2 separate regions of the Manis pentadactyla genome follow, and region 2 is linked to region 1. The links are chromatin contacts, called in public Hi-C maps. All regions are on one chromosome and are shown on one strand. The core of a region is the stretch at or near the end of the contact, and the rest is flanking DNA. Distances in the headings are between cores, read along the strand shown.

Region 1 (2,840 bases), core at 293-2,792:
AGCTTATCACTTGTATGCTTACTGGCCAGTTTTGATGTCAAATAGAGGATGATGTCTTTTTAGACCTTAGCCCCAACTCTCAACGCACCTCTTTCTCCTAGTCACAGGCAGTATGTGATTAAGGACTGAATGAGGTATGACCCCTTTTTCCCTGTGTGAGGTCAGAGAGGGAGTGGTCACTGAGGTAAAAGCAGATCTGGAGAGAGAACTGAAGAGTACGCCCAGCCTTTAAATGGAGCAGCTCTGTAGCCTCTTGCAAGTCACTTAACCCTCTGTGCCTCAATTCTCTCATTCATAAAATTCTCTCATTCTCTCTCTGGTAGTGCTGGCCTCTCAGGCAGATGTATTTTGTAAACAATGTGTATCTGGCTGTCACCACTGTGGGCTGAAGTGTTCTGGGAGGAAGCAGAAATGAGCCTTTAAGGTGGAGGAAGATTTGGGGTATCTCATCAGGGAATCATGAGAAATGGCACCAGCATGGGAAAAAAAGCAGAAGGCATGTACAGGTTGGCTGCAGTAGGAAGTTTGTGTAGTGGAGAAGCTGAAGTTAGTTTGGAAAGGCAGGTGGGCTGTATTCCGCTGGTAATATGAAGCTACTGAACTTTTTGATGAAGTAAGTGAAAGGATGAAAGTCATGTTTTAGGAAGATTAACCTGGCAGAGATGTGAAGGATGGAGGGATTGAAGGAGGGCTAGGATCCAGGCAGGGTGATCTCAGGGGGTTGTCTGCAGATAAGATACAATGAGGGCCTTAATAAAGGCAGTGTCACTAAGGCTTAAAAAGAGGAAGCAGATTTGAGAGATACAGAACAAAAGGATATGGTGGCAGTGTATTAGAGGAAAAGAAGTGTTGGGGAGAATTTTCAGGCCCCGCTGACACTATCTAGGTGGACAGTGATGCCACTCACCAAGATATAGAATAAAGGAGAAGGCACCAGGGAGCAGGAAAGACCAAAGTCTTTGAATACGTTTCTCTAGTTTGTCTGTACAATGTCCAAGGAATACTAACCGGAAATCAAATGAATATACAAACGTGGAACTCAACAATAGAGATGTGAACTGAAGCAATTGAAGATGAATTCACCTAAGAATATTGTGTACTGTGAAAAGTTGAGAGGGGCAAGGACAGGAGGCTGAAGAATATCAACATTTAAATGGTGAGCAAAGTTAGAAGAACCTGAAAAGACGACTAAGAAGTAGTCAGAGAGGTAGAAGGAAGACAAGGGTTTCTCTAGAAAGTAAGTCAATGGGATAAAGTACAGCAGAGAGAACAAGCAGTATGTGGAATGAGAAGAGTTCATTCAGTTTGGTATTTGGTGTATTGTTGACGGGTAAAAGCAATTTCACAGAAGTTGTAGGGCTGAGAGCTAGATTACAGTGGATTAAACAGTTATCAGGATTTGAAGACTACTCTTTGGGGGAGCTTGGCTGTAAAGGAAAGAGCAAGGGTAATAGCTAAAGACAGGGAGAACTGAAGATATTTTAGCTAAAATATATTTTAGTTTTAAGGGAACGAAGCAGAGAAAATACCACACACCGCGTAATGGAAAGAATGGGATTTTTGAACATTGGTGGAGACTTAAACCGGGAAGAAAGTCTCTTCCACTGGATGAAGAAAGGGAGGTGAGAGCAGGTGCATTCAGTCACTGAATAATTTGTTGAATATGTACTACATGCCAGGAACTGGGAGTGCACGGATGAAAGAAAATAACCCTTGAGTCGTTAAAGAATTTGAGTCCTTAAAGGACTTCAAGGGAGCAGAGCGAGACACCGGGTGGTCACACAGGGGACCAGGGTGCCTCGCGGCTCCTCACTGAGACCGGGGGACAAGCAAGCTACCGCTACCGCCACCGCCGGGTCCGAGCAGGCCACTAAAACTGAGCGAGGAGCGTGGACCGCTCAGGGCTGGGGCGTTTGGTGAGGAGCTGACACACGGTGGCGTAAGAGGTTCCAGAGCCAAGGCGTTATCACAGCGTCTCCAAGCCCCGGATACCGCGACAACGCTCAGCCTCCGAGCCTGAACGTACAAGCTGCACAGAGAAGCGCCACAAGCCGCCAGGGCCACCCGCACTTCCATATAAAAGCGAGGACGACCCACAAGAAAAGGAAGAAGAAAGACCCCTCAGCGGCGTGAGACGCAAGACACCGCACCCAGACGCGGCCTCCCTGGCCGGAAGTGAGGAGCATTGGCTCCGCCCCCCGAGTTTGGTACCTCGCGAGACTTTGTCTAGGCTTCCTTCTTTCGTTTCGGCCGCCGACATGGTAGGTGATTCTTTTCGTTTCTCCCCAGGGTTGCTTGTTCAAGCTGCGCGAGTTCTGCTTGCGTTGCACCCCAACCCTTTACCCGACCTTAGCCCGGCATTCCAGACCGCGCATGGGTGGCCTCAGGGCAGGCGTCTGGCTTGGGCGCGGGAGCCTGGGGCCGCGTGTTCGGCTCGGGGTTCGGGTCCCTTGAGACATGCGGTGTCGAGGCGCTCGGGCGCCGCCCTGACGAGGCCTCACGGCTCCGAACCAGTTTGTAACCTCAGCTTTACTGATTGCGCCAGGAGACAGACACTTGATCCTTAGACCTCCAGGCCCCTCGCAGACTGACAGGCATCTCTCCACGCCCAGCCAGCCTTGGGCCTTATAACCAAGCACCTTTTTCCACACAGCCGTCTAGACTGAGGAAGACCCGTAAACTTCGGGGCCACGTGAGCCACGGTCACGGCCGAATCGGTAAGTGCTGCCTTCCCTAACTGGTTGGTTTCGGGCTCTCCTTGCTCGCTGCTTACCTAGCCAGGAGGTAGGTGGGTTTGAAGTGGGTTAGTAAGAGCCTTATGCAGTCTAGTCGGATTGAAT
Region 2 (2,795 bases), core at 8-2,507, 170 kb after region 1:
CAGTTCACACTCAAGGGCTATTTTTAGCCCCTTCTGTGACAGATAAAATACTAGATGCACCTTAAACACAGTAAGTAAAACATATGGTTCCTGCCCTCAAGAAGTTCAGTCTAGGGAGGTTGGTACTACTGGCATCCTTGAGTATAGAAGAGAGGGAAGGTGAGGCTCAATAAAGTTCAGTAATTTGTCCAGAATCACACAGCAAAAAAATGGCACAGCTTTAATTCAAACTCAGTTCTCCAGCTGGGTATTCGAGACCGTGTACCTGATCACTATATTACAAGGGAGACACCTGAAAAACACTTATTGAAGAAAACGTTTTAGATTCCTACAATGAAAAATGTCCCAAGGATAATGAAGACTCGCTCAATTTCTTTCTGTGAGAGGAACGCAGGAAATGAGCAAAAGTGCAGACGGAAGTTTCAGGAGTATGCTAATGAACACCTGGTAGCTCATAACTGCTCATCAAGCCATCGCTTTATGTCCCTTAAAGTGGTCCCACCTGAGCATCCATGCTTTGCTGCGCGCAGGGTGGTACAGTGGAGTCGAAGACTAGCAATGCGACCTTGGGCAAAACCTCCTGTCAAAGAAGCCAGTGGAGTGGCGTGGAAGATAATGATGCACAATTCCTGTTTTACACGTAGTCCAGCTGCTCTTGGAAGGTGGGTTCAACCCTCCCAGAAAAGAAGCCTCCAAAAATGTGTGAATCCCTACTACCCACTGGAAGCGTGAAGCAGCTGCCATGAGGGTATTACGAGACCCTACATATTAACTAAGGCGCTCTTCTGGCTCTGTGGCTTCTGGCTGAGGGCCACACGTCCCACTGACCAGTCTCTGGCCAAACTCCCTTCTCCAAACACCACCTTAGCAGCCGCACAGTTTGGCCTATCATCTCCACAAACAAAAGAGGTTTGAGTAGTAACAATACAAAATATAAGCCAGGCGTAAAGCGGCGACTGAACGCAAGAGTCTTGTCCCCCCACAATGCCCTAGCCAAGCAGAAAACCACCTGACTTTACATTTACACCAGATTCATCAGGTTAAGCCGCGGATATGACCGCTAGGGGCCTGGCTAGACCCCATGGTTCCTCCGACAGCGCGGCGCAGCGACCTTCCGGTGCCCGGAGTGAAGCTCCGCGCTCCGCACGCCCGCAGGCCCCGCCCCGCCCCTGGGCTCCGGAGATTAGCAGCAGAGGCCGCAGACCGGACGCCGGAGGCGTGTCGGCTGCCGGCCGCACGCTCCGCCTCCCGGCCCTTCCGGCAGCTCCCCGCCTGCCCCGCCCGCCCCAATGGCCCGTTGCGCCGGCGCCAGGCTTTCCAGGCTCCGCCCCCTGCTCCGACAGAGCGCTGAGCGCATGGTCCTAGAGAAGCAGGCTAGGTGAGAACCCCCGACCAAGGGGTGGGGAGACGGAAATGGAAGTGGTCTTCGCGCCCAGGCTCGCCCTTAACTTGGCGCCAGCTGAAAATAGCGTTGGGGGCGGAGCCCAGGGCGGTGGTCGCGTGGGCGGTGGAGGTCCAGGCTCCGACCCGGAGCTGCAGCAGGGTGGTGGCGGCCCGCTGACCCACTCTTGTTTATGTGTCTGTGCCCGCACAGGGAGGCATGGAGAACTGTTTGGCGGCCGCGGCGCTGAACGGGGTGGACCGACGTTCCCTGCAGCGCTCGGCTAGGCTAGGTCAAGAAGTGCTGGAGCGGGCCAAGAGGAGGGCCGTGGACTGGCATTCGCTGGAGTTTCCCAAAGGCCGCGTGAGGGTCCTTTCCCGGAGGCGGCTCTACCAAGAAACACGGCAGGCAGCCGGCCCCCAGCATCTTCTCCCAGGAGAGGTGAGACCACCGCGCCGGGGAACCAGCCCACTCATTCATTCAGCGATGGCCTGAGCGCGCCACACAGAAGCACCTGAGAGATCCGGTCCTTGGCGAAAGCTGTGAAGTATCAGGACAGTGAACGGAAAAGCCCTTTGAACACTTTTGACATTTGACAGATTGTTACTGGGTAGCGTTAGGCTACCGCTAGTCCTTAGCCCTAGTTGGTTACTTTTTAAAAAAATTCTTAACATGCTGTCATCTGGTGTTAGAGGAAAGCCAGCAGCAGACCTTTGTTCTGCATAAATTTCGTGTCTGTATTCTTTTTAGATGTGGAATTTTTCTCAGTAAGATTCTTCTTACTGACTTAAATTTAGAGGCCTTTCAAAAGTAAAAAGCAAGCTATTCCCCAAATGCCTTCATTCTACAGCTGGGAGTACCAGATCTCACCTGTGGCTTGCCCTTTATTCAAATAGAGAGAAGAAAGACACCCAACCCTCAATGCTTCCTTCAGAACAATGGCTGAATTCATGGACTATACTTCAAGTCAGTGTGGGGTAAGTTGGTGTAAGCCAAAGCCATGCCCCGTGCCACCTGCTGATGGATCACAAAGTGGATTTTTGTGGAATTTAGGGAGAATCTGGAGATTACTTGTGGGCAGATTGTATCAGTCAAGGATTTAAACCAGGTGATAAATCCAAGTTAGAATTCATGCAACGAACATTTATTGAATGCCTCACTCTAGGTGTTACTGAGGACACAGCAGTAAACAAGCCAACAAAAGTCTCTGCCCTCACTATTGTTTTCAGACTAGTGGAGGGGAAGAAAAACTTATTTGCTATATAATTCCAAGATAATAGAGTCCAACTACTAGGTATGTTTTTTTTTTTAAACTTTGAACCAAATTTTTTTTAAAGTCAGTAGGGTCACCGTAAACTGGAACTGAGCCACTCTGGTTTTCAAAGTGTATTGAAACAAAATTCCTACAGTAGAC

What was found. Hi-C and Micro-C count contacts between places; a contact is called where the count stands out from the background.
Region 2: a Hi-C map of skin fibroblasts shows a contact between it and region 1, with 2.8 times the contacts expected there. The contact joins the promoter of AKIP1 here to the promoter of RPL27A in region 1. A contact is called at or near these places in 2 of 3 Hi-C or Micro-C datasets (fibroblasts and skin fibroblasts).

The regions. Positions count from the first base shown.
Region 1 is chr9:48,891,023-48,893,862 of mManPen7.hap1, forward strand. It overlaps RPL27A (ribosomal protein L27a), which reads left to right and starts at 1,543. Exons shown (of 7, transcript XM_057508206.1): 1 at 1,543-1,622; 2 at 1,973-2,175; 3 at 2,367-2,513; 4 at 2,562-2,717. The coding sequence starts at 1,543.
Region 2 is chr9:49,064,017-49,066,811 of mManPen7.hap1, forward strand. It overlaps AKIP1 (A-kinase interacting protein 1), which reads left to right and starts at 1,258. Exons shown (of 6, transcript XM_036930976.2): 1 at 1,258-1,378; 2 at 1,595-1,822; 3 at 2,278-2,358. The coding sequence starts at 1,601. DENND2B (DENN domain containing 2B) reads right to left here and starts at 602. Exons shown (of 22, transcript XM_036930968.2): 1 at 445-602.